Regions from separate parts of the Danio rerio genome. Here region 2 is linked to region 1. Evidence: chromatin contacts called from public Hi-C data. All regions are on one chromosome and are shown on one strand. Each heading gives the region's core, a stretch centred on a gene start, on an enhancer-like site or on the middle of the called end of the contact. The rest is flanking DNA. Distances are from core to core; before and after follow the strand shown. Region 1 overlaps LOC141385860. Region 2 holds the start of dpcd (deleted in primary ciliary dyskinesia homolog (mouse)).

Region 1 (4,547 bases), core at 1,454-3,953:
TACTTGCCTAATAACCCTAACCTGCGTAGTTAACCTAATTAACCTATTAAGCCTTTAAATGTCACTTTAAGCTGTATAGAAGTGTTTTGAAAAAATATCTAGTAAAATAATATTTACTGCGATGATCACAAAGATAAAATAAATCATTAGAAAGAAGTTAAAACTATTATGTTTAGAAATATGTAGAAAAAAATCTCTCAGTTAAACAGAAATTGGGAAAAAATAAACAGGGGCTAATAATTCTCACTTCAACCGTATGTATTATGGTCTTTGACAGGTTTGCCCATAAGGTGATATTGCTTATAGATGAATGATGATTATTTTTGCAGTGCCGCCTGCAAGATTAGAGATTGAAGTTCAGCTTAGGCTTGCACCCTAGTCCTTTACTCACTGAAATTCCTCAATATTCCTTGAATCTTTTAATTGTTATACACTGTTGAAGAAGAAAATTCAATCTCTTCCTCTCTACCTTTGAGGAACATTGTTTTTTAAACATTTCAATCGTTTTCTCCCATATTTGTTGACAAACTAGTGATCCTCAGCCCATTTTGCTCCTAAAAAGCTTTACCTTTCTTGGAGGCTGCTTTTGTACCCAATCATAATGACAATCACCTGTTGACATCACCTGTTTCAAATCACATCATTATTTAACCAATTTACCTGATTACAAGCCCTAAATTGCTCGTCACAACTTTTTATTGGAATGTTCTGCAAGGATGTATATTTACAAATGAAGTTGCCTAGACAAAAAAAATGAAATGTCTTGTGTTCATATTGTCTGCCATGAAAAACAAGTCAAAGTAAATTTGGAAATTGCTATTTTATACTATTAATGCTATTTTATTAGCATTTTCCATATACCGATTTTTTATGATTTGCGATTATATTTTATATATATATATATATATATATATATATATATATATATATATATATATATATATATATATATATATATATATATATATATTGTAATACATTTTATGAAAAATAAAATAATGAACGATGATATACTCAATGATAATATACCTCCAGACTATAAAAATAGACCATACCACCCCAGTTTATAGGCTGTGAAACATTATATCAATAAATCATGACAACATACTGTATGTTTTATGTTAATTATAGTTTAATCATGTTTTTAACTTAATTGTTTGAGTTACACAAGCTATTTAAAGTTAGTTTAATGTAATTTAAGTTAAATTACTCAAATAGTTAATTTAATTTAACTTACAAGTTTAAGGCAATCAGTAAATTTTTAACTGTATGAAGGATCTGGTGAAGTTTGCCTTATAATAATACTCCAGTAGTAAAGTATGTTTATATAAGAGCTGACTGTATATCATAGGCTACAATATATGTTTTTTTTTCTTTCTTTTGTGGGGAGGAATGGTGGATATTTAATGTACTCATGGTTTGCACTAAAACGCTCAGTAAATACTCTTGGAAAAAATTGCATGTTTATGTTATATAAAAGTAAAGAAGTGATTTACATTACTTAGAAGGGTTCTTAATTATATGTTTTTTATTAATTATGCAGGTATTTAATTTACATAATTTTATGGCAACAGATTTAATAATGTAAAGTAAATTATATGTAAAAAATAATAATAGGCGTCACGCTGGCGCAGTGGGTAGCAAAATCATCTCACAGCAAGAAGATTGCTGGTTCGAGCCTTAGCGGGTCAGTTGGCATTTCTATGTGGAGCTTGCATGTTCTCCCCGTGTTTCCTCCGGGTGCTCCGGTTTCCCCCACAATCCAAAGACATACGATACAGATGAATTGGGTAAGCTAAATTGTCCTTAGTGTATTTGTGTGAATGAGTGTGTATGGATGTTTTCCAGTGATGGGTTGCAGCTGGAAGAACATCTGCTGCTTAAAACACATGCTGGATAAACTGGCGGTTCATTCTGCTGTGGTGACCCCAGATTAATAAAGGGATTAAGCCGAAAAGAAAATGAATGAAAAATAAAAAATGATATTTATTATTGTTATTGTTGTTGTTGTTGTTGTTGTTGTTGTTGTTATTATTATTATCATTATTATATGAAATCATAAATAAATAATAGCAAATAATATATTAATATTAATAGATAATATATTTTTACACAAGTATTTATTAATAATAATGATAATAATAAATATTATTATTACTATTGTATTTAATAACAAACAAATAAATATAAATAAACCTTAGATTATTATTATATATTTTATTGTGATCATTTGTAAATTCACCACATTTTTAAGAAAGTTTACTCTTTTTTGCACTTCTTTATTTGCATTTTACTCATTTTAAGCAATGAGGTTCTTTCTATGCAACTAAACTACAGGTTTTCAAATGCTGTTAAATAGTGAACCAACCATTCAAGACCAATCAATCAAATACTGTTATACAATTAATAATAATAATCAAAAGCAATCACAGTCTGTCAACAGGCCCACTCACTAAGTTGCATCCTCCTACTTACCTTGCATACTCCTGCTTTCTGACTCTGCTCTTAACTATAGTAATAGAGCCGTCAACTTCTCCTCCTCTCCACTCCAAACCTCATGCTTTCCCACCCAAATAAGACAGTGATGAATCCAAGGCCTTTTTGTTGCCTTGTTTTTATGAACTAGGCCTAAATACCCAGTGACTCCATTCTCCCCTTATACAGCCTTTTTCTGCCTGCCTCCTCCATTGTCCTTTAAAGAGAGCAGAGCCACAAAGAGAAGCTACACATTAACGCAGTGCCTCGTCCAGGCTATTGAGCGGAGCAGAGCACAGCTGTCTCAAACTACGCTTATATAAGGTTGAAGGGTGGCAGGGGCTTCACTTACAGCGAGCGGCCCCCTCTGGAGCACAGAGTCAAGAGGGTTTGGGAGAAATGGAGAAAGGTGGCGGAAAGGCTCAGTATTCGGGGTGATGGAGAGGGTGCTTTGTCACACGTGACAGACAGACAGCTGCAGTGGCCCCTCCACGTGCACTTCTGTCTTTGTGGCGATGCTGGCGCTTGTGTTTAAGCAGAGTTCAAAGGGCTTTAGGATGGTTTTAGGTTGTGGTGTGTGTGGTGGATGTTGGGTAATTAAAAAACGTTGGTGGTTTTTTAGTAGCTAAAACACCCATTTAGAGGGTGATCACAATAATGCTTATAGCAATGTCTTTCTTTCTTTCTTTCTTTACTCCTTTTATTCAAATATTTTCATTAAAAATGTTGTTTCTAAAAGTCACCTACATTTTTTCTATGTATGTATTACCCAAGTGTACTTGACTGATGAAAAACAATATCATTTCAGTTTTTATTGTTGTTGTTGTTATTTATGGAAAAAAAAAAGATAGAGGATAGACACTGGTTGTGTGATCATGTTTGTCAATTGTGACAAATAAAAGTGCTTTAAATTGCTGTTTCACATTTCGATATTAGATTAAAATGATATAAAATTATAGAAATTTATATAAAAATCTTGTTATGAAACAAATTAGAATAATCAAATAAAGTGTGATTAATGTAACTATTTTTACTTAGAATAACGGTTGATTCCAAATGTCAGAATTTGGCAGACTCATTATACTTTCCCTTACTGGGAATGTACTGTGTGTACACTGTAAAAATGTCAAATGTCAAAATGTCACCGGCCACTTTATTAGGTACACCTGTACAACTGCTTGTTAACAAATTTCTAATCAGCCAATCTCCTGGCAAAAACTCAATAAATTTAGGCATGTAGACATGGTCAAGATGATCTGCTGCAGTTCAAACTGAGCATCAGAATGTGCAAGAAATATGATTTAGGTGACTTTGAATATGGCATGGTTGCTGGTGCCAGACAGGCTGGTCTGAGTATTTCAGAAACTGCTGATCTACTGGGATTTTCATGCACAACCAACTCTAGGGTTTACAGAAAATGGTCAGAAAAAGAGGAAATATCTTGTGAGCTGCAGTTCTGTGGGTGCAAATGCCTTGCTGATGCCAGAGTTCAGAGGAGAATGGCTAGACTGGTTCCAGCTGATAGAAAGGCAACAGCAGCTCAAATAACCACTCGTTACAGCCGAGGTATGCAGAAGAGCATCTTTGAACACACAACATGTCGAACCTTGGGGCAAATGAGCAGCAGCAGAAGACCATTCTGGGTGCCACTCCTGTCAGCTAAGAACAAGAAAGCGAGCCTACAATTCGCACAGGCTCATTAAATTTGGACAACAGAAAATTGGAAAAATGTTGCCTGGTCTGACGAGTCTCGATTTCTGCTGTGACATTCGTATGTTAGTGTCAGAATTTAACGTTAACAACATGAAAGTGTGGATCCATCTTGCCTTCTATAAATGGTTCAGGTTGCTGGTGGTGGTGGTGTAATTGTGTGGGGGATATTTTCTTGGCACTCTTTGGGCCCATTAGTACCAATTGAGCATTGTGTCAACGCCACAGCCTACCTGAGTATTGTTGCTGACCATGTCGATCTCTTCATGACCACAGTGTACCCATCTTCTGATGGCTACTTCTAGCAGGATAACAAGCTATGCCATAAAACCTAAATCATCTCAGACTGATTTCTCAAACAT
Region 2 (4,547 bases), core at 618-3,117, 110 kb after region 1:
AAAATTTTAAAGGACATTTTTTTACAATAACTTTTCCGGGTTTTCCTCACAGTGTGTATCACCTTTAGAAGATTATTTTGACATTTGACGGTTGAATCTGACAGCAGCATCACATCCCAAAACAATTAAATCTGTGACCACTGAGTGGATGAAGTGTCCAACATTCCAATCTTTGCTTTTATCTGTTAAATACTTGTGACATTCTGTCCTGTTTATGTTCACATCATATGCTAATTTTGTTGTGTTGGGATTTCTTTGGTTTGTTTAGAAGTGATCTGAGAAATATATTTGATATTTTCACCAGTCCTGGTTAATTCATTTCAAGGTTTGTATGGCACAATGCACACTTATTGAAAAAAATTTGCCATATTTACTTTAACTGAACCAAATGTGTCAAGTGTGAATAAATCCTAAATAGGGATGTAACAATCCACTTACCTCATAATTCACATTAATTAAATGATTCTTTGACTGTTTTTTTTTTTTTTTTTTTTTTTACGATAAAGGTTGAGACAATTTAGAAATGAACAAGTGTTTCTGTAAAATGAAAATTATGAAATGACTTCAGTAATAATATGCTCTATGGTGATTAAAAATATAAATGATCATTTAAAACCTCTTATTAATATTAACTTACTTTTTGTTCGAGGTCCGAATGACACAACATCTTTCCATTGGCTCAGCTGTCACACTGTAGACTTCTAAAGGGTAAGAAATGTTACGGATCCTCCACTGGAAACTTGTCTTTGTGTCCCGGCGCATAAATAGTGGCTGTGGGCATAAAAACAAGATAATTAGGTTGTCTTGCAATAAACATTGTTATTATTTTTTGTAAGTCATCATCAATTAAGTATTAAAATAACTAAAAATGAGCGCTCACATTTGAACTGTTCTCTTTTATTAAATCAGATGTAGCCCCAGTTGGGTTTGTTTCACCAACTTCCAAAGTCCACTGCCCCTGTCCTCCAAAGGTGGTTTTATGTCGCCACTTTCGCACTAACAAAAGATTAAATGATGACAGAAGAATATTCAAATGAATTCTTTTTTTATTTGCTCGGATGAAGCCAAGACAGAAAACACTTACTGACAAGCTCATCTGTTTTTAGGTCATACTCCTCAGCCATCTCATTGCCATCCTCAAACTGATAATGAACTTTCCTTTTCCCTAGAAAGAGAAAGACACATGAAAAGACACATCTTACACTTTACCATACATCTCACAATGTTAAAGACTTAAAATAATATACGCAAAGCTTGAGATATTCCTCTTGGTAAAATTACCATGGTTTTACTATAAAGTAAACAGCAACAACAAAAACACGTAAACAACGCTACATAAACCATAGCTAACACGTGGTATTTTTACAGTAGTTATTATACACCATACAATCACAATACAGCAAAGCTATAATAAATCCCTGGTCTATTGTTTTCGTATGCAAGTTTTCTTGTGCTGCTAACGTTAGTCGGTAGCAAAATTAAAAGATTTATAAAAACTCGTATAATACTATTAAAAGCATACCGGCTCAAATACACACATAGAAGAAAAAATATCCTAAAGTAAAATAAAAGACAACTTCCTACCATCGGATATTAAAGCAGTTTTCTTGGCTTTTTCAAGAGCATCAGCCCACTGTTGAACAGCCATGCTTCCTGCTGATTCATTTCCTCAAACAAACCCGCGCCTGCGGTTGCCTTGACAACCTCTATTTCAAACAAGCTCTTTTATCTTTTTTATACATTTAACAGAATTGTATACACGATTAATCGATTTGAAGTATTACATGTTGCAAAAAGTGAAAAAGTGCTGCATTTTTTTCATGTTTAATAAAAGAAGCCAACTCTACGACCCGGAAGTAGATCCGTTTAAAAACATTAGTGTCGTGTGTTGTTCTCGGAGAGAGGATTTGAAAGGGGTACTGATGGCATGTTTTCAGCTGTATATGTTTATAGACTGTTTATTTTTATATTATGTTGCCTACTGATCGCAGTCATTTTCTCATCAGCTCCAGATCATCTCCCTGTTCGGAATGGAGGGTCATGGCCATGGAATTCTAAAGGCTTTCCCTAAAGTTAAGAGAGCCAGGCCTAATGACCAGAAGGACGCGCCTCCTTCCAAGAGGACTCCTGCTGAATCAATAACACTAACAGGTTCATCATTCTGTTTTTACACTTGAGTTAGGAAACTAAAGAATAAATCTCCCTGCTTTGCTGCATGGTAATATCTTTTTATATATGTCTAATTTTAACAGACATAACATATTAATTTGTTTAATATTGTAAGTAACCAGTTCTTATTGTGACTAGATAGATAGATAGATAGATAGATAGATAGATAGATAGATAGATAGATAGATAGATATCAAATACATTAGCAAATAGTTCACGACTAGGCCTAAATAAAGAGTTATAAATCATTAGTTAATAAAAAATTGCGGAATATACAAAAGGGCAGAGCTGTGGTTCCCCAGGATGTTTTACTACAATTATGGAGCATTATGTGTACATTTTGTCACCGCTTTAATTAAAGTCTCTAATTAGTTACAGTAATACATATATTAGGTGGTTTATTTTGCTGTGGCGATCCTAGACCTGTCTCGATATCTGTATTTTTTGCTAATTTATAGTACCAAAATTTAGTACGAGAAACAGCATTATTGTCATTTTAAGAGCATTTTTGCCACTCATTATATAATCATAGAATGGCAATATAATAGCATCCTGATGCAAGTACATACTATATTTTACTTTTAATAATATTTAACACAATTATAGTAATTTTAATAATTAGGGATTGGAAGCTGAATGTGAAAACATTTGTATATCCTAATATATACAAATAAATAAATAATAATTATAATAATTAATAATAATAATAATAATAATAATAATAATAATAAAGAGTGCAAGGTAACAAGAACTAGAAACGTTTTAGACTAAATTCAATATGACTTTAGAGGAAATACTATTGTGTTTTTTTACTGACACCTTCAATAAAGATTGGAAGAGATGACCCAGACTGCACAGTCATCTAAAATGTTGCTGGCATTAGTTTTTTATGTATGGCAGATGTATGTGATAGGGGTCATGTTCAGGTCTTCCTGTGATAATTCGATATATTGATTATTGGGACAGACCTAGGTGACCGCTGATAAGGGACTAAGCTGAAAGAAAATGAATGAATAAAACATATACTATTAAGTAGTTCTTGTGTATGAGACAAATGGTCATACCAGGGATGGGCAAACTCGGTCCTGGAGGGCCGGTGTCCTGCACAGTTTAGCTCCAACACTAATCAAACACACCTGAACAAGCTGATCAGTGTCTTCAAGATCACTAGAAATCTACAAGCAGGTGTGTTTGAGGTTTGAGTAGAGTTGGAGCTAAACTGTGCAGGACACTGGCCCTCCAGGAACGAGTTTGCCCACCCCTGGTCTATACTGTAAATGCTGTTACTTTTGTGTTGTTTAACGTATATGTTCAAAGTTTGTTAAGTAACATGATTCTCATAAATATAAAAATCGCAGAATCAGAATCACAAAGGGCTTCATTGCAAAGTGTGCTTCCACACACAAGGAATTTGTCTTGGTATAGTATAAACAGTGCTACAAAGTACAAACAGTGCAGACATAAATAGAAAAAAAGATCATTAATATATAACGATTGCATGTAAAAAATAGACTTCTTTCCCTGTTTACTGAGTTTAATGTGCATTAAAAACAAGTATTTGCTGTACTATTATTATTTAACTGGGTGTTATTTTAGTCAGTGTCTTCAGTAACTAAAGAAAATAAAGAAAATTATATATTTTTGTATAATTGGCCTAAAATAACATGTAGTTATTTTTGAAATATTTTAATCACTGCTGATTATAACAGATTCATGAAGAATGTAAAGTATATTTTATGAATATGATATAAATAAGCCTCTACTATTCTAATTCAAATTTCTGGTTCTCATTTTTTTAATCAGGTACAGTTTTCCAGGGAGTCACTATATACATAGTTCCAGCTGGTATAGGGAAAGCCAGGTGTGATATATTCCATCGGCAGATCACCCAGAATGGAGGACAGGCAGTCTCCACATTCGCTCCCAGCTGCACACATGTGGTGGTGGATGATTCAGTTGATTTTAAGAGAGCTCTGAGACTTCTGAAAGTAGATACACTGCCATCTGCTGTTCATTTGATCAAATGCACTTGGTTGAGTGCCTGCATCAGTGAGAAGAGATTACTAGACACTGAAGACTACAGCCTCCGTCCTCCTGAGAGGTAAAGCTCTGGAATCTTGGCTTTAATACAGTAGTCTTTCTTTCTTTCTTTCAAGCACTATGTATTATAAAGCACTTTTACATCAACTACTAAATGATCCAAATCACTGTGCAGTCAGGAAAGAACCAGGCAGGTACAGTATTTAGGTTAAAGCTACCACCACAGGCATAACAATACATAAAAAGACATGGGAGACAATGGGGACCCTATACTTATGGACATTTGTTTCATAGAGAGGGGCTGGCAACAATGAAGACTCAAAAATCTGCTTTAATCT

What was found. Hi-C and Micro-C count contacts between places; a contact is called where the count stands out from the background.
Region 2: a Hi-C map of embryo shows a contact between it and region 1, with 1.7 times the contacts expected there. The contact joins the promoter of dpcd here to the enhancer-like site in region 1. A contact is called at or near these places in 2 of 18 Hi-C or Micro-C datasets (embryo and an unstated tissue).

What each region holds. Positions count from the first base shown.
Region 1 is chr1:35,120,873-35,125,419 of GRCz12tu, forward strand. The region is part of intron 1 of LOC141385860; the gene reads right to left. Among named protein-coding and RNA genes, the nearest start is that of lbx1b, 14 kb to the left of the region's middle. Within about 2 kb of position 2,704, at least 5 of the 62 cell types and tissues checked have an H3K27ac peak or open chromatin away from gene starts, as enhancers often do.
Region 2 is chr1:35,231,519-35,236,065 of GRCz12tu, forward strand. dpcd (deleted in primary ciliary dyskinesia homolog (mouse)) reads right to left here and starts at 1,868. Exons shown (of 6, transcript NM_001045377.1): 1 at 1,585-1,868; 2 at 1,085-1,165; 3 at 881-996; 4 at 638-771. The coding sequence starts at 1,648. poll (polymerase (DNA directed), lambda) reads left to right here and starts at 1,894. Exons shown (of 9, transcript NM_213243.1): 1 at 1,894-1,916; 2 at 2,007-2,151; 3 at 3,973-4,270. The coding sequence starts at 2,031. All of the region lies in intron 1 of LOC141385860, which reads right to left.